Regions from separate parts of the Mus musculus genome. Here regions 2, 3, 4, 5, 6 and 7 are each linked to region 1. A link is a contact called in public promoter capture Hi-C and targeted proximity ligation data. All regions are on one chromosome and are shown on one strand. The core of a region is the stretch at or near the end of the contact, and the rest is flanking DNA. Distances in the headings are between cores, read along the strand shown. Region 1 holds the start of Snhg1 (small nucleolar RNA host gene 1). Region 2 overlaps Macrod1 (mono-ADP ribosylhydrolase 1). Region 3 holds the start of Rcor2 (REST corepressor 2). Region 4 holds the start of Stip1 (stress-induced phosphoprotein 1). Region 5 holds the start of Mark2 (MAP/microtubule affinity regulating kinase 2). Region 6 holds the start of Fads1 (fatty acid desaturase 1). Region 7 overlaps Mark2 (MAP/microtubule affinity regulating kinase 2).

What was found. Promoter capture Hi-C pulls out the DNA fragments that hold promoters and counts their contacts.
Region 2: a promoter capture Hi-C map of liver shows a contact between it and region 1, with 4 times the contacts expected there. A contact is called at or near these places in 5 of 39 promoter capture datasets (3T3-L1-derived adipocytes, the HPC-7 cell line, liver and 1 more) and 3 of 130 datasets of targeted methods (the NIH/3T3 cell line, embryonic stem cells and pancreatic cancer cells).
Region 3: a promoter capture Hi-C map of embryonic stem cells shows a contact between it and region 1, with 4 times the contacts expected there. A contact is called at or near these places in 16 of 39 promoter capture datasets (the 3T3-L1 cell line, the C10 cell line, the HPC-7 cell line and 8 more), 12 of 130 datasets of targeted methods (embryonic stem cells, microglia, pancreatic cancer cells and 2 more) and 1 of 9 other capture datasets (pancreatic islet).
Region 4: a contact with region 1 is called in a promoter capture Hi-C map of liver, with 5 times the contacts expected there. A contact is called at or near these places in 12 of 39 promoter capture datasets (the 3T3-L1 cell line, 3T3-L1-derived adipocytes, the HPC-7 cell line and 8 more), 3 of 130 datasets of targeted methods (embryonic stem cells and pancreatic cancer cells) and 2 of 9 other capture datasets (embryonic stem cells and macrophages).
Region 5: a promoter capture Hi-C map of neutrophils shows a contact between it and region 1, with 2.6 times the contacts expected there. A contact is called at or near these places in 10 of 39 promoter capture datasets (the C10 cell line, the SN4741 cell line, cranial neural crest and 6 more) and 2 of 130 datasets of targeted methods (astrocytes and pancreatic cancer cells).
Region 6: a promoter capture Hi-C map of pre-B cells shows a contact between it and region 1, with 3 times the contacts expected there. A contact is called at or near these places in 9 of 39 promoter capture datasets (the 3T3-L1 cell line, the HPC-7 cell line, HPC-7-derived erythroid cells and 6 more), 1 of 484 Hi-C or Micro-C datasets (B cells), 3 of 130 datasets of targeted methods (astrocytes, embryonic forebrain and stem cell-derived neural progenitor cells) and 1 of 9 other capture datasets (adipose tissue).
Region 7: a contact with region 1 is called in a targeted proximity ligation map of epiblast stem cells, with 5 times the contacts expected there. A contact is called at or near these places in 3 of 39 promoter capture datasets (3T3-L1-derived adipocytes and liver), 3 of 130 datasets of targeted methods (embryonic stem cells, epiblast stem cells and large pre-B cells) and 1 of 9 other capture datasets (adipose tissue).

Annotation. Positions count from the first base shown.
Region 1 is chr19:8,721,613-8,724,839 of GRCm38.p6, forward strand. Snhg1 (small nucleolar RNA host gene 1) reads left to right here and starts at 1,875. Exons shown (of 10, transcript NR_002896.3): 1 at 1,875-1,894; 2 at 2,529-2,577; 3 at 2,791-2,871; 4 at 3,060-3,109. LOC115489078 (a small nucleolar RNA gene) reads left to right here and starts at 2,381; the gene lies at 2,381-2,452. LOC115489084 (a small nucleolar RNA gene) reads left to right here and starts at 2,639; the gene lies at 2,639-2,713. LOC115489083 (a small nucleolar RNA gene) reads left to right here and starts at 2,920; the gene lies at 2,920-2,989. It also overlaps a transcript of Slc3a2 not described here.
Region 2 is chr19:7,061,274-7,064,490 of GRCm38.p6, forward strand. All of the region lies in intron 1 of Macrod1 (mono-ADP ribosylhydrolase 1), which reads left to right. Among named protein-coding and RNA genes, the nearest start is that of Macrod1, 6.1 kb to the left of the region's middle.
Region 3 is chr19:7,266,502-7,269,800 of GRCm38.p6, forward strand. It overlaps Rcor2 (REST corepressor 2), which reads left to right and starts at 1,778. Exons shown (of 12, transcript NM_001320554.1): 1 at 1,778-2,587; 2 at 3,264-3,299. The coding sequence starts at 2,461.
Region 4 is chr19:7,038,633-7,041,650 of GRCm38.p6, forward strand. Stip1 (stress-induced phosphoprotein 1) reads right to left here and starts at 1,394. Exons shown (of 14, transcript NM_016737.2): 1 at 1,248-1,394. The coding sequence starts at 1,256.
Region 5 is chr19:7,340,113-7,343,376 of GRCm38.p6, forward strand. Mark2 (MAP/microtubule affinity regulating kinase 2) reads right to left here and starts at 1,748. Exons shown (of 18, transcript NM_007928.3): 1 at 1,056-1,748. The coding sequence starts at 1,109.
Region 6 is chr19:10,181,399-10,184,525 of GRCm38.p6, forward strand. It overlaps Fads1 (fatty acid desaturase 1), which reads left to right and starts at 1,490. Exons shown (of 12, transcript NM_146094.2): 1 at 1,490-1,866. The coding sequence starts at 1,654.
Region 7 is chr19:7,310,226-7,313,446 of GRCm38.p6, forward strand. All of the region lies in intron 1 of Mark2 (MAP/microtubule affinity regulating kinase 2), which reads right to left. Among named protein-coding and RNA genes, the nearest start is that of Gm17227, 14 kb to the left of the region's middle.

The DNA.
Region 1 (3,227 bases), core at 625-3,124:
CAGAATCCACGCTAAAAAAAAAGCTGGGCTGTGATGTTGCACACCTTTAATCCCAGCACTCAAGAGGTAGAGGCAGGTGGATCTCTGTGAGTTTGAGGCCAGACTAGTCTATAAAGTAAGTTCTAGGACAGCTAGGACTACACAGGAAAATCCTGTCTCAAAAAACAAAGACAAAGCTGGGCGTGGTGGCGTATGCCTTTAATCCCAGAACTCGGGAGACAGAGGCAGGCGGATTTCTGAGTTCGAGGCCAGCCTGATCTACAAAGTGAGTTCCAGGACAGCCAGGGCTATACAGAGAAACCCTGTCTCGAAAAGCCAAAAAAAAAAAGACAAAAATTAAAATACTTTTTTTTTCTTTTTTGAGACAGGGTTTCAACTATGTAGCCCTGGCTGACAAGAACTCATTATGTGGTACATGCTGAGCCGCTGAGCTCCTCAAACTCCTCCTGAGCCTGCATCCCTAGGGCGGGACTAAAGGCATGAATCAACATGCCCAGCATTATTTTTTCTTAATTAAACTTTAGATGTGTATGTACCACGTGTGTGTCAGGTGCCCATGGAGGCCAGAAGTGGGTACTGGATCCCTTGGAACTGGAACTGCAGATGGCTACTAGCTGGGAATTGAACCAGGGTCTTCTGCAAGTGCTGATTTTGAAATCAGGCTGCCTGGATTTATACCTTGGATCTGATACTGTTTATCTGGGTAACAGTCAGCAAATGACTTAACCTCTCTGGGACCCGAGCTTCTCACCCATAACTGTACCTTACCACCTTCCAACTTGGATTATTAAGTGAGGTCATGCAGAAGAGCAATTAGTATGAGAGTAATGATAATTGTTCGAAAGGCAAGCTTCTGCATATAGATGTTTGCTATATGCATATGACTATAATGCTACTGCACACTCTCAATAACCAGTCTATAGCTGCGACTTAGAAAACTGGTAAATTCTAATGATTGTTCCCCCCAGAGCTCTTTATATCTAAGACCACCCATGCATAAAATGAGGGTTATCCCTAACTTTTAGGAGTGTGGAATATTAACTCATATTGGGTGCTTTAAACGGTAAGCCCAGTTGTGTGGAGAATTGTCAGCCTCAGTAGTATAGCACTTATCTACACATGCACATAGCAGCAGCTTTAATCTATAGCACTGCTAAAAACAAAACATGCAACATGCTCCATAAATGACATCTAAATGCTGGCCCTACTTCATTCAATCCGGGCCAAGAACATGGCGAAAATAGACCAGGAAGCAAAACACAAAAATCGGTCTCCAGAATGACGTAGGGCTTCTAGTCCCGACTGGGTTTCCCTAAAAGGCTTCATGCAAGGAAGCGAAAATCCAACCGAGCTCAGCCCAGGGCCCAGTACCTGAGTCGCCCGCTGCGCTGACAACCTGGACATCAAGCCCCGTCTGCGCGCTGGGCGGCTGGCGGGGAACCGAGACACCGTCGGTGGAGTGTTCAGTAGGTTCAGGATCCATAGAGATGGATCAACACGCGGCTTAGCGTGAGTGAGGGTGAGAAATCGCCTCAACGTATGGATATTGGTAGTTGTGACCCAGACAGTCGAGCTGTATGGGTCGCGAACCAAAATCTCCAGCGATGACGTTTTACCCGCAGTGAGTAAGAACCGCCTAGCCGCAGCGCCAAAGGCGTAGCGTCGCACTCCCCTAAAGCGCCTGCGCCTCTTTTTCGCGCTGCAAAATCAGAGGCGGAGCTCTCCGCACGCCCCTTTGGGCGGATTCCTCTACCCACAATTCCTCCGGCTCGCACACCGCTTACCTTAGCGCCTGCGTGAGTCCTAGTCCCACCTCCAAATCCCGTGGGCCTTTGCGAGATGCTATTTATAGGCCACACGTTGTTCTTGTCGGCCTCATTTTTCCTTGTTCGGGGTAAGTACTCTACGTCTTTATGTGCTGTAGTTTTCACTTTGTTTTTTTCTTGTCTTTCTCTTTTTTTTTTTTTTTTTGGTTTTTCGAGACAGGGTTTCTCTGTATAGTCCTGGCTGTCCTGCTGAAACTCACTTTATAGACCAGGGTGGCCTCGAACTAAAATCCGCCTGCCTCTGCCACCCGAGTGCTGCGATTAAAGTCGTGCGCCACCACGCCTGGCTCTTGTCTTTCTCTTAATCAGCTTTCCTATAACTGCGGCTGGCTTTTATCACAAACACCTATCTGTCACTGTTGTGAACCGCCGCCTGTATTTTCTTACGTAATGTTTATTTCTGGTGATTTAAAAGACCCTCGTGGGCAGCGTTAATAAATGTGGACTTTGGTAATCTGTTCCGTAGTCTTAGCGGGGAGACCATGTTAGGGCATTCAAGACCTAAAGATGACAGGATTTTGTGAAGGACAAAATGGTGGCGGCAGTGCAAGGCCACCCCCTATGATGAGGACCTTTTCACAGACCTGTACTGATATATCTGTGAGGATAAGTAACTCTGAGGAGGCTGGCCCTACATCACAGCCTTCTCATCCTTTAGAGATTTCTTGGTGTAGAAGTAACCCGATGCTAACTTCTCTACAGGTTTGAGGTGCCACCTTACAAAAGGATGGGTGTACGCTCTCTTTTCAGAGTAAGTAGTGTTAATGGTTTTACCAGATTTTTTTGGTTGTTGAGTATAAGTTGTGTGTGTGCTACGGGGATGATATGAAAACTGAACTCTCTCTTTCTGATGGTTTAGTGGAGAAAACAAAAATTCTCTGAGTAGCACAATCTGTGGCAGGTATTTGGATTGTTTGGCATAAAGTCTTTTATTGAAGTTTGGGGTTTTTTTTTTCTGTTCTAGATGTGGTTCATCTCAAAGCCCTTTACACTTTGGAGCCAGGCCTGTTCAATTTTACAAATAACACGTTTTGCTTGTAGTCAGGTAGGTATTGATGGTTGGTGCTTCCTTAGGGAACATATTTAGATGGCCACTTAATGATGAACAATGTAAATGACAAGCATATGGCTGAGTTGCAATGATGTCATCTTACTACTGAAATGGGCTGAAGAAAGAAGGTGCTGAGGTGGCTGTGATTACATTTAAAAATGACATTGTTTCTCTGTTTCCAGGGTGCTGTGACAACATGAAGAGTTCGAGCTACCTCCCAGGATGAGTGCAGGTAATTGTCCAAGTAGAGCTTAGGGTTTCCCTAGGGAAAATAGTCAAGACAGACATTGAAGCAGCACAACACTTTTTTGCTGCTTACTATTTGTATTTCTAGAGGACACATTATGTTA
Region 2 (3,217 bases), core at 553-3,052, 1.7 Mb before region 1:
GTTAACAGAATCCAGCAAGTTCAGGGTCACTGTTGCATGCTCCCTGAGCCTCTATTTCCTTATCTATGCAATGGGACCAATAGCTCCTGCTTCTGTGCTGGGGTCACATTTGAGTGCCAGCCTACAGAGCGCCCCCTTGCTCATCTCTTCCCAGGCTCCTATGCTCTGTGCTGGACTCTGACAGACGACCTTCATTCTCGCTGGTAGCTTACGGGATGATCCCAATGCTTCCCCTGCAAACCCTGCTACAGGGGCCGGGACGCCTTGAGGACCTGGGGAACCTCATCTCAGCGTCTCTGATGGAGCTGCTGAGCCAGCATACTGTGCAGGCACACCTGAGAATTAGGGGTGAGGGCATCTCTTCCACGTTGGGATGCAGCCTTGGCCCACCCCAGTGTGTGTGGAGGCAGGTCCAGAGCTGCAGTAGGCTTCACTCTGTTCTCCACTGTTGTGCCATAGGCTCGGATGAGTCGCTGCTCCCAGGTGATTAACGCCACGGAAGCCGCACACTACTGTGTTCAGGTGCACAACCTTATCAGCTGTGCCCACCTGGTGTTCTGCAGACTCAGCCCTCCCGCCCCCCGATGCCCAGCCTGTCTCATCTCTCTGAACGACGTCTTGCAAAGTGCCATAAAGATACTTCTTAAAACACATCATTGAATTCCCGTTTGCCTGGCACGCTTTATGGCTCTGGCAGAGTTTGCTTCCTCCTGCCCAGCTTTCATGCCCACAAGCCCTGGAAGCTTAGTCTGGGGTCAGGCTTCCCCATCAAAATTTACTGCGAACATCTTTTTACAACACCTGTCTCAGTGAGCCGTGAAATACTTTTCGCCTCTTCAAAAATGAAAGAAAATGAAAATGCATGTTTTACATCTTTTATAAAAAAAATAAAACCCACTTGTGCTTTAAGTTTGCATCTGACTTGATGGGAGGAGGTGGGCAGTGACTCCTGTGTGCGTGTGGCAGCACAGGCCTGGAAGGTGGCCCTGAAAGATGGGGCTGAGCTGAAGAACAAGTGCACGGGCCTTGGGGCAGAGAAGCATCTCAGGCAGCTGTGTAGCATCCAACACCCCAGGAGCCTGCCGAGCGAGGCCATGACCATGTTTGTAGATGGGCACACAGTACTGGTGTGCTGGCCTTTTCTTTGTGTCTAATGTAGCCCAGGCTGGCCTTGGATTCCTGATCCTTCTGCCTCTACCTGACAAATGCTGGGATAAGAATTGTGCGCCAGCTGGGTGTGGTGGCGCACGTCTTTAATCCCAGCACTCGGGAGGCAGAGGCAGGCTGATTTCTGAGTTCGAGGCCAGCCTGGTCTACAAAGTGAGTTCCAGGATAGCCAGGGCTACACAGAGAAACCCTGTCTTGAAAAAACCAAAAAAAAAAAAAAAAAAAAAGAATTGTGTGCCACCACACCTGGCTCATGTTGGCTTTTTGAAGTTGTGTATTTAGGGATGGGTGTTGACAGGGATAGACTGACAGAGGACTCCGAGGCTGGTGTAGTGGTTGGTGGCAGAGACAGCGTGCAGTTTCTGGGAAACAGTGCTCTGTTTGGACTCCATTGGAGCAAGTAGGCCTTGTGAACCATGGCCATTCAAACCAGGCCACCAAGGTCGCGGAGAAGGACAGGTCCACCCCAGGTTTTTTTTAACCTGCGTGTGAGGAGGGCTGGGTCATTCTGCCTCTCTTCTGAAGGGGTGGCATCTGTCAGATGTGTCTGCTAGGGGCCTAGGTGTCTTTGGGCAGTGGAACTCGTATGTGGTGCCAGGGTTGGTTCCAGCCTGAACACTTCAGCGGCGCCAGTAGCTGGTCTACAGTGACTGGTGAGCAGTTGGTCGGCATCACCATAGCTTCGTGGTGCCAGCTCCAGGTCAGGCCAGCTGGAAACACTCACACTTGATTGTGCCAAGGTTCAGGGTGTCTTTGATCATGATAGCACACGATAACTCATCTGTGGAGCTAAATAATGGCTGAAGCTCCACCTGCCCCGCTCTCCACCTGAGGAAGGCTTTCTCCTCCTGGACCTTGTGCTGTTAGGTACCCTCCCCAGGAGGAACCTGTGATGCTACAAGGGGTCACTCTGCCACCCTGCCTTCTTCTTCTGTCCTGGAAATCACTTTGTAGACTAGGCTGGCCTTAAACTCAGAAATCCGCCTGCCTCTGCCTCTCGAGTGCTGGGATTAAAGGCATGCGCCAACACGCCCGGCTGCCTTCTTTTTCTAAAACTGTAACTGGCGATTGAACCTAGGACTCACACATGCTAGCTAAGCACATTACTATTGAACGAGTGTTCTCAGCGCACACACAGGGCCTTGGTCATGGCCCTTCAGCATCTTGGTAGATCATGTCTCTGACCTAGAGAAGGAAACTGAGGCTCAGACTTGCCCTTGAGTTTAGTGGGAGCCAAAGGGGGATGAAAGCAGCACGTGGCTCTCCTCTGCCCCTCTGTGTCCCACCTTCCCTCTCTGCCCAGGCTGCTCCGGCTTCACTCCACATCACCCCCGGATGCTGCCTCATATTATTCTGTACAGGCAGGTCCTCTACCTGGATGACTGATCGCTCAGCCCTCAGGTCTCAGCTCTTCACTGAGGCACCCATGAACCCTCACACACACTGTGCACTGTGCTGGTGGTGAACGGGGACCGTATTAGCCAAGGTCCAGGAAGGAATGTATGTGAGCCAAGACAGACTCTCAAGATTCATGGTGGGAAGCAGAGAAGGAAATGGAGAGGGTGGGCTGGCGAGATGGCTCAGTGGTTACGAGCACTGACCGCTCTTCCGAAGGTCCTGAGTTCAATTCCCAGCAACCACCCATAATGCAATCCGATGCCCTCTTCTGGTGTGTCTGAAGACAGCTATACCGTACTTATAATAATAAATAAATCTCTGGGCCACAGTGAGCAGGGACTGAGCGAGCAGGGTTGACTGGAGCGCGCAGAGGTCTTAAATTCAATTCCCAATAACCACATGAAGGCTCACAACCATCTGTACAGCTGCAGTGTACTCATATACATAAAATAAATAAATAAGTAAGTCTTTAAAAAAAAGGAAATGGAAAGGGTGATGAGAAGGGGACTTGAAAGAAAACTGTCATTCCAGGCAGAGCAGATGCAAAGACCTGAAGCAGGGAGTCACCAGGGTGTTTGAGGTAAATCGCCAGGTCAGTGGATGCGGGTGTAGTTAGGAGGTAGGGTTTGGAAATGGGGTGTGTGTATTATAA
Region 3 (3,299 bases), core at 528-3,027, 1.5 Mb before region 1:
GCCTTGTGCTGGCACACCTGGGGCAGCCCTGGAGGACGGAAACAAGAACTAAGCTTGATGCTTGAGGTCTTGGGGTCTTGGCCCGGGATCCTAGGTTCTCCTATGGAAGGAGGCAAGTGGAGGAGGGGGGACCCAATAGAAGCCTTGCCTAATGGGTGCCAGAAGCAAGAAAGACGCCATCATAGGAGAGTGTGGTGTGCACAATGGTTGCTAGCTAGGCAAAGGGATAGAAACAGGAGCACCTCACTACAAGGTACAGGTATTGGGGACAGGTCTGGCTCCCTGCCACTCATTTCTAGGGGCCACTGGAAGTCGCTTTGCCTCTTGGTACAGACCCCTTCAGCTCAGATTGCCTCTGGTTCATTTTTTCTTTCTTTCTTTCTTTCTTTGTCCCAGATCTCCCCACCCTGAGGCTTGGTGCCCAGCTCATGATTTAAGGGGAGGAAAAAAGGCCCCATAACCTTGGCCCAAGGTGTGGCGGGCAACGTGGCCGCTGACTGGGTGGCCCTATGTGGCCGGACAGTGCTGAAGTCGGGCGGGGTCGTGTCTGACTCTGCCAGCCGCAGGCAAAGAGCCCCCAGGAACAGGATGCCCCAGCCAGGTCGTGGCCTGACCACAGGACCCAGGCCGGTCGGCCACAGCCAGTGGGTAGGGGCAGGGATCCCCGGTTGGGGCCAGGGCTGCTTCTAAATTTAGGAATCTGATTACAGAGTGGCCAAGGAAGGGAAGGGAGAGGAGGGTGCGCGTGCAGGCTCGGCTCGATCTGGGCATAGCGGGTGTGCCCGGGTAGAGGCGTGTCCAGGAGTCCGGGCTCCCCGTGGGAGGGACAGCGGGCGGGGGCTTCGGCCTGTGTGAGCTGCAGCACGTGCCCCAGGCGGCGGGGACGGGCACAGGCGCAGCTCACAGGCTTCGAGCTGCTGCCGGTGAGTGCGCTGGCTCTTTGTGTGCCTGGCAGGGTGGCTGGGTCTGGCTTTGAAAGTCTCTGCCCACCCCCTCCCCCAACTCCGTCTGTGCCTCCCAACCCGCTTCCCTGTCTGTCACTCTGCCTGTGCCTGTCCGGGGGGAGGGGGGATGCTGCTTCCAGCTGGGGTGACAGTGAACCCAGTGAGGAGCTCGCCCCTTTCAGCCCAGAACTTGCCCTATTACCTTTCATACTCATTCCTCAATCTTTGATACTACTGTTTTGGGTGCAGACTGCAGCAGTTGAAAGACACTAGGGTGACCCCTGGGGACCCACAGACCTAGCAGAAGTCAGGTTCTAGCCCAGTGGCTCTTATAGAAATTCATCTTGCGCCTGTCCGGCCTCCCATCCGCTTTGGCCCCCAAGGGCGCATGAAGGGGGGGATCCCCCTGCGGAAGGGGGGGCAGGGAGTTCCTTGGCAGGAAGGGAAATGGAAGGAAAAGCTGGGCTCCACCCGGGCGGTCGGACAGGCGGCCTCAGGGCCCCCGGGGCAGGCCACAGTAACCAGAGCCCAGTAGTGTGTGGAACCGGTGTGCTTGTGGGTGGGGCTGACCCCGGGCTTCTCCTGGGGGGCACTGGGGTCTACCCAAAAGGGCCAAGTCTGAGAACTCAGAGACACCAAGGGTGCTCCCTGGGGGGGGTACGTGCGCCCCATTCCGGTCCTGACCCCACCCCCTGGAGGTCTAGCCCCGGCCCCAGGCCCCGCCCCCCGGGCCCTCCCTCCCACCCCAGGGCCAGATGTTCAGCTGGCGGAGGCATCGGCTGGGGGAGGGGTGCTGAGGCCGCAGCCGGCACTACTTCCCTGCCAGCAGCTTCATTGTGTGCGCGAGGAGCGAGCGGCGGCGGAGAGCGGGCGAGCGAGCGGCGGTAGCGCGAGCGCGGCGGGGCGAGCGAGCGCGCCGGGGAGGGTGCGAGGCGGCGCCCGCGGCTGCGCTCCGCCCGCCTCCCGGCAACTCTGCTCCAGCGCCGCACGCCGTGCGCGCCGTCCTGCCGCCGGGGCTCCAGCCGGCTGGCGTGGTTGCCGTGGGGTCGGGTCGGGCAGGGTTACCTCCGTTGGGGATCGGGGCATCCTCAGCGCAGCCGAGGGGCGCGGAGTCAGCTGCGGCGGCCACTGCGCGGTAGCCCTTGCTGGCCAAACAGCGTGGGCAGGCGCGCGGCGCGGCTCCGGGGCTCCCCGAGGGCAACGCGCCCCGACTCTCCCCGGGGGAGAACCAGCCCCGAGGGGCGCACGGAGCGAGCGTGCCCCCGGCCGCGCCGTCTCCCCCGTACCCCCACTTCACAAACTTTTCTGCCGTCCTCGCCCGTGGGGGTCGCAGTGAGCGTTAGGGCTGCCCTCCGGGGCCCCGACCTCCCGGACCCTAGCCACGCTGACCTCCTGCCTCTCGTAGCCTCAGTGGCGACCCCTCCAGGCCGGGCCAGGCGCAGCACTCGAGGCAAGCGCGGCAAGCTCCTGCGCTCTCCAAAGGATCCCGTGCCCCTCGGGGCTGCCGGGTAGGGTAATGCCCTCAGTAATGGAGAAGCCCAGTGCGGGCTCCGGGATCTTGTCCCGAAGTCGGGCCAAGACGGCACCCAACGGCGGACAGCCACACTCGGAGGATGACAGCAGCGAGGAGGAGCACTCTCATGGTGAGCCTGGTGGCCTAGGGTTAAAGGCGCGCTGGTCCGGGGAGGGATCATGGAAGGTGGAGGAGGGGGGGGGGAGAGTTGCGAACCACAGATGGTTTCTGCCGCTCCTGGATTGCAACCTCAGCCTTCTCGTGCCTGGTGTTGCCGGCACAGGAAATCTACAGGCTGGGCCCTTGACCACCCACCTCCCCTTTGCCCTCAGTCGTTGAGGGAGCTTAGGATGCCTCTCTTGGATGGATTGGGTCCTCATACCTTGCAGCCTTGCAGGGGACTGAGGTCTGATTGGACCAGGTACTGGGAAGATACCTCTATGCGGAGCTGTGAAGCTCATGTGGTGGGGAGGAGCCCCGAGCTCTCTGCAAGGCTGTGGTCCAGATCTAGGGGCAGCCCTCCAAGCTCCCACCCCCAGTTAGAACAAAGCACTTTGCTCTAGCCTGGGCTTTAAAAGTGTCCTCTTAACCTCCCCTTCCCCCCATGGCCATGACTAGGCAGGGTATGACTCTCCTAGTACCTTCTATCGGAGGGTAGCTGGGGGGCACTATCAAGGAAAAGTGAGTCTCCTGTATGGTGGGGGTCCCTGAGTGGTCAGGAAGGAGAACTCCAGATCAGCTACCTCCCCTCACTATATCCTCCCCCTACTTCCCTGGAGTCTTGACTGCCTCCCCTGGCTCCACAGACAGCATGATCCGAGTTGGAACCAATTACCAAGCAG
Region 4 (3,018 bases), core at 144-2,643, 1.7 Mb before region 1:
CAGACAGGCCTGAGATGCTCGGGTCTCCCCTCCCCTCACCGATTTAGTGGGTAAAGGCAATCGGAACCCAGGCCTTCATCCTTAGACATCAAACGCTGAACCAACTGAGCCATCTCTAAGCCCAACGCTCAAATTTGTCATCTTACTGTAAGTTTGCAGTCCACAGGAACACTTGCACACTTGTATAATGGCTGGCAGGATTTTTCCCCACTGAGGAGGGTGGGGAGGATGGACGGGGTAGACCATAGCTCTAAATTCAGGCCCTGTGTTTGATCCCTAGTGCCACACAATGAATGAATGAATGATAATGAAAAACAACCTCTTTTTGTTGTAACAGAGCAAGGTGTTACTCATACCAAAAAAGCGTCTCTCTTGTCCGTACTGCAGTTACAGTTTAATTACTCCAAGGGTACAGAAAGTTGATTAACCTCTCCATTTAGTCTTATTAACAAGGTGAGAGGCCCCACGGTCCCTCACAGTGACTATTCCAGAACAAAAGGTTTTACTTTATACATCACAGTAAAAGTAGTAGTAAGCTGTGCTCTTTTTGTATGTGTGTGTTTGGATGAATCACAACGGTTCAATGACAGCTTCCAAGGTAACAAAACCTCTCCAGGCCTCAGATGCAGGCCACTGTAGCCTGAGCTAAATCACCAAGGTAAGGACGGCAGGTTTCCCTCTGTGCCCCAGATCAGATGCTGAGCGGTAGAGACAGGGACTTCTAGCTCCTCACTATCGGCTCACAACTGTCTAAAACCACTAAATCCTGTGTAATCGGGAACGGAATTTCCAAGGGTCGGATACTCAGTCACCCCACAGTCACTACGAAAAGTGGGGGGAGGGGCGACATATGTATGCCTCAGGGAGCCCTGGTGACACTGTCCGCGCCCGCCTTCTCTGCAGTCGCGCGGGTCCTTTTCCCGGGCGCACACAGATGCCGTGTACCCCGAAGGCTGCTGGGGTGATCGGTCACCGGATCCCTCCAAGTTCGCAGCGGCCGACAGGGGCCTCTCCGCGCTGAGGAGGCCCGGCCCCCAGAAGCTTCGGGGCCCGGCCGCGGCCAGGCCTGTTCCCGCTCCACTCGGCGGGTCGCGGGGGCGACGGGCGCTCGCCATTCTCCCCTCACACGCCCGACCGCGGCTCTCACGCCCGCGCCTCGGCCGCCCGACCCGGCCCCCCAACCACTCGCTTCTCCCCGCCAACAGGCCTGCGCTGCCCCGGGGCCCCGGCCGCCCCTCCCCCTTCACCTGCTCCATAGCCTGGCCCGGAACCCCGTTGAATCGAATTCGTCCGCTCCGCGTTCCCAACCGCACGCGCCGCCTTCTGGAACCTACTAGAAGCTGCCGGGACCCCCAGGTTACCGCCCCTTCCTCGCCTGCTCACTGGTTGAACACGTCCAGGAGGCTCTGCTCGCCCCTTTTATAGGCTTAAAGTTCAGTCAATCATCGTGACTTCTCTTTCATTGGTTTTTTACGGGTCTTCTCTTCAGCCCTGCCTCCTCTGCACCTCCGGATTGGACACTCCGCGGCAAGTCCCGCCTATTTCAGGGCTAGGCTAACTGAGGGAGGAGCGGGTCTTGACGACACGGATTGGTTGGTTAGTCCGTCAATTGTAGCTGGCCTGGCCGCACCCATTGGTCCTGTTCTTTCTGGAAATTTCCACAACTCTCATTGGGCTGAAGGACTCCTAGACGGAACCGCCTTTCAGAGGAAACATTCAATTGGGTGGATGGGTGGGGAAAAAAAAAAATTTGGCCATTCCTGGCGCTGATTGGTTTATGCCGCTGCCCTGTAAGGGGGTGCTCGGCTGGCTGGTGGTTCGTGGGGAGTCGAGCATCTGGCCCGGTGTCGCCTAGGCTTTAACTACAGCGTTACAAGCTGTTTTCCCTGAGTCTGAGACTGTTGGCCCGCGCTTCCTCGCATCCTGACTATTAGGCCCGGAATGTACCCAAAATATTGCGGGCTATGACGGGCCTGCGTTGAATGTTCCCAAAATGCTGCGGGCCACGACAGGCCTCCGCTTTTCCGGCAGTGTCCTGGCGGACCGGCTGCTTGGCCCTTACTCTCTGAACTCAGCTGCAAGCTTTGGTCACCATGGCCTGCCAGCAGAAATGCTACTTGGGTTGCAGGCTTAGCGTGTAGCTTATGGAACGACAGAGACTGATGATCAGGGGTCTGGACAGGATTTGTATAAGGAACGTGGGCTGTGCGGTGCCATGTCTGTGCCAGTAGCACCAATGCATACCCTCTCCATCCGGTTACCCCTTATCTGTTCACTTATGCCTACCTAGTTCTTTCTCCTGCCTCACTTAAGATCGGAGGAAATGAGCGGTGGTGGCATACAGCACGCAGGAAGCAGAGGCAGGTGTATCTCTTAAGCTAGCCTGATCTACATAGTGAGGTCCAGGACAGCCAGAGCTATCCATACCAGAACTATATAGTGAGACCCTGTCTCAAGAGAGAGGGAGAGGGAAGAGGCAGAGTGCTGAAATTACAGGTGTGAGCCAAATGTGGCAAGAGTACTTTTTGGGTGACTGGAGATAGAAACAAAGGTCTTGTCTGTGCTACACAAGCCCTCTACCCATGAGCCTCCAACCTTCTGTTTGACAAAAAGAAAATACAAAGGTTAGGTTTTTTGGTTGTTTTTTTTTTTTTTTTTTTTTTTTAATTACAAAAGGCATGTATACAAAGTGCATGATTAAGCCAGGCATGATGGAGTGGACCTTTAATCCCGCACTGGGATGGGGGCTGGGGGTTAGGTAGATCTGTGTGAGTTGGAGGCCAGCCTGGACTACAAAATGAGTTCCACGACAGCCAGGGTTCTGTTACACTGAGAAACCCAGCCTGGAAAAAAACAAAGACACCACCACCAACAAAAAAAGTGCATGACTGCAATCCCAAATTTTGGGAGTTGGAAAAGGGAGGGAGATCAGAATTCAAGGCCAGCCTGAGCAAATGAAGAAAAAAAAATGGAAGGAAGGGGAAGGGAAGGGCTTGAGATGGCTTGAAAATGTGGTAA
Region 5 (3,264 bases), core at 498-2,997, 1.4 Mb before region 1:
TAGGAAGTAGCAAACAAGAAAGATACTATGATACTATGAGAAGTGACAGCCACCAGTTTGGAAAGACAGTATCGGAATTTGTGTTGCAGTGTAAGTAGGCAGTAAAGTAGGGACTGATGCAGCTGATGCAGCCCGCAAAAGAGTGAGCAACAGGTTATGTTAATACAGCCAGACTAAAACACTGACTTTCCCACGGTAGAGGAGAGCCCAGGGATAATCTGGAAGAGCATTCAGACAGGAGGCCCAAGGACTTAAATGCCAAACCCCAGGGGGAAGAGAACAGGAGTGATCCAAAGACTCTGAAGGGAGCGGTGACTGGAACCCCAAAGGCAACCTGTGGGAAAACTATGCGCATGACAGCTGTATGGGAAACACGGAAGCGACACATGCCAGTGCCAGGAGCCTGGGAGCTCCTGCCGAAAAGAAGGGAAAGTGATGAGCAAGGAGTAGGCGAACGATTTGGAAAGGTGACGAGGGTGGAGCTGGTGGGTTGCAAGCAACAGGGAGAGCCCAATTTGGAACGGGAAAGGAGGATAGAAAAAGCTGGGGAAGTGAAAGGGGAAAGGGACCGAGAACACACTCCCGAGACACGGACTCTTGAGGGAGAAAACCGAGGATTGTGAGAGCCGGTGCGGGTAGAGAGGGTACAAAGCTAGAGAGATGCAGAAAGAGGTGGGCAACAATCCGCGGCAAATCGCGGGGTATTATTCGAGGAGCAGGAAGGTGGCTGCTTTAAGCGTGGGTGGAGGAAGACCAGAAAGGCCCCTGAGAGAAAAGGGAAGAGAGGGGGAAGCTGGGGAGATAGCACGGAAGAGCGCAGGAGGGCGGTGAGAGGCGAGGGGCGTTTGGCAGAAATACAAGTGTGCAGTTCAGTCAGGACGACGTGGGTCCCAGGTCAGGATTCGGAAGAGGGATGTGAAGGGCTGGAACCCAGGGCCAGATGACAGCCTAGGCTTGTAGAAGAAAGCAGGAGCACGAGGAGAACTGAGGGAGGGAGCCTCCGTAAGGTGCAGGGGCCCAGTCACAGAATTAGGGGAGCCCTGAGGGCTCCTTACCTGCTCCGTGTCCCTTTCGTTCAGCGTGGGTAGGGGGGTCCGAGCGCTGGACATGGCGCCGGTATCTCAGGGGAGGGAATGGAGAAGCTTGGAGGAAGATAGGGAAGGGAAGGCTAGGAGCCCGGCCGGGCGGGGCTTCTCACAGCAGGAGCACCCGCTGCATGGGCCCCGGCCGGGGGTGCGGGGAGGCCGGGCGATGGCTCACGCCAGCCCGGTGATGCACCGCTCGGGCTAGGCCTCGCCGGCTCCGAGCGGCTCCGGACCGCACCCCCCCCCCCGACCCCCGGCTGGGTTGTGCCGCCTTTCGGCCCGGCCGCGCCGCTCCGCCTACTCTCAACCGCCGCAGCCGGCCGCCTGCCTCGCTCCTCCCCTGCCCTCAGCCGCACTGCTCCGCGCCCGACACACAGGCAGCCGCCGCCGGACCTGCTGCTCCCAACATGGCCGCCACCACCGCCAGCCCTCGGCTCTTTCCGCCGGCAAGAGCCGGAAACATCCGAAACAACTAGGAACGGGAGGGGGAAGAGCCTTTTCCTCTCGGCCCAGACGATGGGTGAATTCCGGAAACTACCGAAGAAGGTAATCCCCGGGGACGCGCGCACCTCCTAGATTCCGAAGACCGAGGTTCGGCTCTGTTTACGGAAATCCACGAAGAGACTCCCCGCACCTCCAGAGCCAACCAGCAGCCACGCCTACCGGCCTTTCTCCGCCCACTTGGAGCAAGCTTTCGGCAGTTTCCGGAAACAGCCGAAGAGGCTCCGCGTGTGCTAAACCGGCCACGCCCCCGTTCCGTCGCTCGGCCGAGAGCGGTAGTCAGCCATTTCCGGCAACACCCGAGAGCTGCCGAGGCTAAGAATCTATCTCTTCGTTTCTTTCCGTCAGTTTTCGGTTATTTTCAAACCTTGAACAGGCGTGGGTCACCTGTACCTGTTGTTTGACTTAGAAAATACCGCTATTAGCTGTTCCTACAACTGATGTCCTTTGAGCCTAACGCCAACTTCCCATCCGCATGTTTAGCTCATAAAACCCACTTTATCGCTCAACCTTGCTATCAACGTGTGAGTCAACTGCCAAGTGTAGTGTCATCCTATTGCCTGTCTCCTGCTTTGCACACCCGCCCATCTTGCGACTATCTTGGCTTCTAGAAGTCTATGTCAGCCTTATATTGAGTCAGTCCCCTCATTCCTCTGTAAAGCCTGGGACAGACACCAGGTCGGACAGGCACTGGGTCAGCGTCCTTGAAACTTAACACACCTTTAAGGTACAGTATTTTTTTCAGTATTGAGAAAAATGCTTGCGTGATCTTGGCATGGAATCACATAACAAAGGCCAGCAAAATAACTCAGTTTGATCCATGGGGATCCACATAGTGAAAGGGGAGAACCAAGTCTAAAACATTGTTCCATGAGCATGCTACCCTATACACTAAATAAAAATGTAATTATATATGTATATATGTGTGTGTGTATAATATATATACATATGTATGTATATGTATATATATAAAATGAGTTGGAGAGATGGTTCAGAAGTCAAGAGGAAGGACTGGTTGCTCTCCCAGAGGACTGAGGTTTAGTACCCAGCACCCATATGGTGGTTAACAACTGTCTAACTAGTTCTAGGTGGTTTGACACCTTCTGGCTTCCACTAGGTTGCACAGACGTACATACAGGCTAAACACTCATATACACAAAAGTTAAATAGATAAATACTACAACATAGGTCAGAATGCTGGCTCATTCAGAGCCTGTACTATTTTCCAGAGAATCTGGTCAGGTCCCAGCATCCACATCAGATGGCTCCCTACCCCTTGTAACTTCAATTCCAGGGGAAATGATGCCCTCTGGCCTCTACCAGCACCCGCATGCCAGTGATACACATAAACCCATAAAAGCACAAACATAGGCACATACAAATAAATATTTCTTTAAATTACACATAACATTTCCTTTCTGCTGTTAGTTTCGATTCTATGACACAGTTTCCCACTGTAGACCAGACTGACCAAGAACTCCTGGAGCTGCCTCTGCTTCCCAAGGGCTGGGATTAAAGGTGTGCACCAACCACCCTGTCCATCCAAGTTTTTGTTGTTCTTTTGTTTTTGCTTTTTTTGGAAACAGGGTATTAAGTAGCCCAGGCTGGCCATGATATGTAACCAAGGATGGTTGAACTACTGATCCCCGGCCTTCATTTCCTCACCACTTTGATTGCA
Region 6 (3,127 bases), core at 240-2,739, 1.5 Mb after region 1:
GTTGGCAAACGGCGCTCTAAAGAAGCTCATGCTTCCAGAAATAGAGATTGCTAGATTCACCAGTCTACACACTGCTGGTGTAACCACTGCTGAGGCTGTCACACAAACTTCACGATTGATTGCGTCCTACTGTCTCCTGACAATTAAGGCCACTAAACCTGTATAATTCTAATTAATATAGTGAAACACAGTGGTGCTTGCCTATGATTACAGCACTTGGGAGGCCAAAGCAGGGCGATCATTGCAACTTCGAAGCTAATCTGTTCATCACAGTGAGTTCCAGATCAGCCAGGGCTACTGCTTCCAGGGACAAAAATAACAACAAAACACAATACGAAACTAAGATCACTAGAAATAGAAAATGCTAAAGCTAATTGCAAATGTTAAACTACATACAAAGAAGGCAAGGCTGGCCTTTCTTCGTTTTATTTTTGTTTTAAAATCGTTTTTAAAATTGCATTTATTTATTTATTTACGTGTGTGTGTGTGTGTGTGTGCTGCCATGAATTGCAGGCAATGTAGGCTAGAAGAAAAACTTGTGGAAGTCAGTACTCTCCTTCCATCTTGTGGGTCCCAGGGATCCATTTCAGGTCACTGGGTTTTGCATCAGGCAACTGTTCCTCCTGAACCATAGAGCTATCATTAGTATTGTTATCATCATCATCATCACCACCACCATCATCATCATCATCACATTTTAGTTAGTGCATGTGTGTGTGTGCATGCGTGCATGTGTTAATTGTGTGTGTGTGTTCCTAAGTACTATATTCTTGTAAGTCAAAAGTGACGGCCAATCATAGCAGACAAGACTTCTGTTAGCGTTGGGCTATCACGTGAGCAAAAGCCTGGAACTGTAGCCAATCAGTCTCTTTCTTTATGTTAGTCCTCTTTCTTTCCACACATGCTAACTGCCCACCTTGCTAGGAAGGGGGATCTCTGAACGGCTACTGGGTCAGGATGCTGTTTTGTTTGCTAAAGCCACTGTGTTTAATTTGTCACGTGTTTCCTAGGGGCAGGAAATTGACAGAACGTTTGCCTTAGCACAATCTGCTGTATGAAACAGAACGTGGAAAGCAGTGCCTGTAAACCCAGAACTCAGGAGAGTCAGAGGTTCAAGGTCATTCTCAGCTACACAGTGAGTCTGGGGCCGGCCTGAGCAACATGAGAACTGTTTTCTTTTCTATATGTTCACACCAAGCTTCTATGCGCCCTTGGGACCTCCGCCTTAGCTACATCAAGCTGTGACGCACTCAAAGGAACCGTTATCCTATCAATCCCTACCATGCTCAATAAAAAAATAAATAAATAAATTCCGAAGTGGAATAGCCTGGAGACCACTTTCAGGCCCCGCGAGGGGGCGCGTCTCTGCCGCTGGAAGTAGCCTGAGTCTCTCCGGGGAGTGGGGAGTCTGTCTTTGCTACCCGAGAGAGGCGGAGCTCGCGCCCCACGCCACTCGGCTCAGCCAATGGGAGCTCGCGCCGCGGGGCTCGGCGGTCCGCGCCAAGGGTGCTGAAAACCCTGCGCGCGAACGGCGGTCTCCGGGCGCGCGCTCGAGGCAGCCCGACGCTCCCCTAGTTCGCGAGCCTGGCGTGCGCTGCCCCGCGGCCCGGAGCGCGCACCTCTCAGACTCCAGCTTCCCCCGCCAAGCTTGCTATGGCTCCCGACCCGGTGCCGACCCCTGGCCCGGCCTCCGCCCAGCTCCGCCAAACGCGCTACTTTACTTGGGAGGAGGTGGCGCAGCGCTCCGGGCGGGAGAAGGAGCGATGGCTCGTGATCGACCGGAAGGTGTACAACATCAGCGACTTCAGCCGCCGCCACCCGGGGGGCTCCCGGGTCATCAGCCACTACGCGGGTCAGGATGCCACGGTGAGAGCGGACAATAGGCGCATCTGCACCTCGGGGAGGGACATTGGCGGGGAGAGAGGCCTTTGAACCCGGGATGCAAGCGCCTGAGAGACCGGAGCGGTAGACGGTGGCCGGAGACACGCACACTCAAACAAAGGGCTGGTTGCACATCCGTGCTTTGCCTCTGGAGTCTCAAGCATGGGTTGGATAGGAGGGAATGAGCTTTCCAGGCACCCGTTCAACGGTACTTGCAACCTCCGGTGGTGGGAGGAGGAGTCTGAGCAGAGAGTGGGAGTCGCGTCCTGTCTGCCAGGCTAGGAGGGTGAACACAGCCTTGTCTGACCTAGAGAACTGGCCCTAAGTTGGGATTCGGAGCGGAAAGGAAGTGGGAAAGGACTGCTTGCGCTAGGGATGACACTGAGGACCCGGTGCTTGGGCATCACCTGTACATTGTGAAGCCCGGAGGGTAGGGTAATGAACCTGAGCCGGTCCAAGACAGCTTGCAGTTGGAGTCGTAAAACTGTACTCGGATTCTTAGTGCGAGGTCACTTGGGCCAGGGAGGTCGACTATTGAGGGAATAGGGCTCCCGCGCGATTAGACACTTCGCGGGGTCGCGTCCCTTTTCCGTTGTAGCTTACTGAAGGAAGAGTCAGTACGAACCCCAGCTTCTGTCTAGTGGCCCTGTTTTCTCTTTTTAGACCATATCCTCCCTCAGAGGCGAGGGCCGGACTAGGAATGACTTAGGACAGAGCATTCTTTGACAGGATTGTCATCTGTTGGGTCTCTACATTTGGGTCCATCTCCCTTTTAACTACCTAATGCCATCCCTCCGACCTCTTACTCCTTGTCTGCCAGTCTAACGTGCTCCCGGGGTCCTCAGGGTTCCTATTAAGTTGCCCATGAAGTTAGAGGTGGAGGGCCTTAGCGACCAGGCTAGAAGGAGCCGGTTTCTAGAAGTAACCACCCAGAATCCAAACAGCAGTGCATTCCTATACCGGTTCATGAAAGGATGGAGCAGACCCGCTCCGTCTAGGCTTCCCATTCTGTGTGGCTTGGGGGCCTAGGATTTCATGGCAAGGACAGCGATTGGTCTGGATGTGTGGTGCCACTGACCACGGACTCCACCTCCGCTTACAGCTTTTTTTCCCTAAGGCCCTCCCACCCACCTTGTATAACCCATATTAACTATTCCGGAGCGGGAATGGTCAGAATGTTGAGGGAAATAGGGAACCCTGCCCAAAGGAGGAAGAAATGTGAAGAGTTCCCCAGCGCTGGCATAGG
Region 7 (3,221 bases), core at 141-2,640, 1.4 Mb before region 1:
TCCTGACATAGAAGTCTACAAGCCTTCTAAGGAGAACCACCATTCAAGTGAGGGCTATGGGGCAAGTACCAAGGGCCCCAGGGGAGATCTAGTCAAGACCCAAATCTGCCCAAACAAGTTATATAACTCTGAACAAATCACTCTCCCTCCTAGGACCTGTCTCCACATTGTAAAGGCTCTGAGGCTCTGTCCAGGGTGAATAGAGTACGCGCTCAAGCTTTCTAGGCCTGGCCCTGAGATGGAGGCAGAAAGTGAGAAGGGGCTGCCTGTCATGAAGCCCACTTCCTGATCTTGGCTAATATCAAGTGGGCCTGCGAAGAAGCCTGACTCTCGTAGGAGCCTTGCCCAGCATTCTGTGGACACTAGGCCCACACGCTGAAAAATTTTAGGCTAGGATTGAAAACACTGAAATGAAACATCAATTCTAAACTCAAGGTGTTAAAAGGGTGATTTGTCTCTTTCCAAAGACTTCATCTGCCCCATCCGCAAACTCCCTGCTCCTCCCAGTCAGGAATGTGGCCACGAGGCCCAGGGCAAGGCACTACGACACAGTCTATTTCCCTCAGGCCTCCAGGCAATTCAGCCTTCAGTGAGCAGGAAGCCTTCGTGCATGCTCATGGCCTGGCAGGCAAGCAGCACACCCAGCAAGCTGAGCAGAGCCTGCCCCCACCCGCATGATTCCCACAGTGGCTGGCTCCTGGGTGGGGAGCTGCCTGCCTGCAGTGAGCAGATAATCCTCCAGGAGAAACTGATTTGGCAAAGCCCAGCAAGCAGCAGTTTCAGTCTCCCTGCCCAGGTGGGGGAGGGGAGCCAGCCCAAGCAGACCTGTCTAACAGGTCCTTAGTTCTACCACCAGTCAGAGCTTTCTTCTTGGTTCAAACCAGGAGAAGCGAGAAAGTCAAGAGTCTTACAAGGAAATGAGGAAGAATCATGTTTTCAATCCTGTCTATCCACGATGGTCCTGCACAACCCTGGAACAGTTACTACCAACAGTCTGAAGCTTCCCATGTCCTCAGATCTCTGAACTAAGCAAACAGAGTCAGGCCTGGTTAGTACTCAGATGAAAGGAAAGCAACTCATATGCCCAAAGAAAAATCTGGGTCCTCAGCAGCAGCAGGACCGAGTTGGTGTGAAATCAGTGCTTCCCGCGCCACACTCTTGAGCCCTTCTGCCCTATAAATATCTGTAGCTTCTGACTCGTGCAGAGCGCCATGTCTGCTCTGGACAGGACTCCCAACACTTCACGAGCCCATCTGCTATCATAGAGGGAAGGGTGAAACCAGCTAACCAGCCGCTCAAGCACTGGGAGAGAATTGAGCCTAATGCCAACAACAGAGGGCTTGGCTTTCTGGCTCTTGTCCCTACTTCAGGAAGCCAGACAGGGAGTCCTTCGCAGAGCGTTCTCCTGCGGTTTCCCAGTTCCTATCCAGCAACAGTGTAAACCTTCCCCTCACCCTTCCTTCCACTTTCAAAAAGGAGTTCTTTTTTGGCCAGAGAGGCCACCAAACCTTACAACCTGAGTTCAATCCCTAGAGCCCACATGACAAAAGAACCAACTGACCCCTGAAATCTGTCTTCTGGCCTTTGTACCCCTACCTAGTATGAATGTCCCTCAACACACAAACACACACGCATTGTAAAATCATTTTCAGTAATTATTGTATTTAACATACTGATTAAAACTTCTGACTAAATGGCCAATGAACTCAATAGAAAAGAGTATCTGATTTGTAAAGCAAGATGGGTATATTTCCCTGAGGTATACTACAGTGAAGAATACCTATGCTGCAATTTTTATTTTTTGCAGTGATGGGAATAAAATCCAGAGCCTCCACCAAGGCACACTTTCAAACTATTTCTTGTTTTTCATTTCACAGACAATTCATTAAGAGCTGACTGTATAAAAAGCACCCTATAGGCACAGGAGAAAGGGTTTTACAGATAGGCAAGCAGGCAGGCATAGACACACACACAGTATATTATAGCTAGCCTTCAAAAGAGTTAGCAGTCTAACATGAAAAGTATACAAATTACAAGCCAAATCCAGAAACTGAAGTTATAGTTAGTCCCTTCACCCAATTTATTAGTGGTCTGTGACCTTTAGTTATTATTCAGAGGAATAGTCAAAGACTACCTTAGACCTCACTTTGAGTGAGAACTATCGGTGCTGCCAAGATTTGCTTAAACCCTGGGGCTTGATGAATTCAGACACATAGGCACTGATTGGTCTCTGTAAGAATCACTATATAATAAGCAAGAAAGAAGTGACCCAGGAATACTGACAATAGTGTCTCAGTATTTATGTACCTTTCTTGTCTTTTATCACTGTCCGAACCTCAAAGTCAAGCCCAATAATAAGGTTATGAAAAAAAAAAAAAAAACTTTTTGAAAAGCCAAAAAATCTGCTCTAGGGCTGGCAACATGGCTCAGTGGGTAAAGGTGTTTGGTGCTAAGCCTCAAAGACCAATTCTTGGAGCCCACATAGTGGAAGAGAACTGACTCCTATGGGTTACTCTCTGACCTCTACATGTGCATTGCAACACAAAGGCAACCATACCCACAGGCATGTGTGCTCTCTGACACATAAAAAATATATACATGTAAACAAAAACTTGCTCAGGATTCAGTCATGAAAATAAAGACAAAACAGGAGCTGAGTGAGTTGTCTTGGTAAGTACTGGGAACTCCAAGTTCTGTACCAGAGTCCCCCTCTCAGTCCACATGACTGTGACTAAGCATGCTTATAGATCTTCATTGTCTCCCAATGGACAGTTATCAAGTCTGGTTTCCTTCCTTAACTCCCAGCCAACAGCTTCATCACACTTCTCACCACTGCACAGAATTCCCTCAGTTGCAGAGCTCTTCATTAAGGAAGCAGGGAGAAATGAACAGAAAGAAATTCCTGAGACACATATACAATTTATGTTTTTAAGAAAAGAAAGGGGGCTGGCAAGATGGCTCAGCGGGTAAGAGCACTGACTGCTCTTCCGAAGGTCCTGAGTTCAAATTCCAGCAACCACATGGTGGCTCACAACCACCTATAATGAGATCTGACACCCTCTTCTGATGCATCTTAAGACAGCTACAGTGTACTTATGTACAATAATAAATAAATCTTTGGGCCGGAGCAAGCAGGGACTGAGTGAGTGGGGTCAACCAGAGTGAACAGAGGTCCTAAATTCAATTCCCAACAACCACATGAAGGCTCACAGTCATCTGTA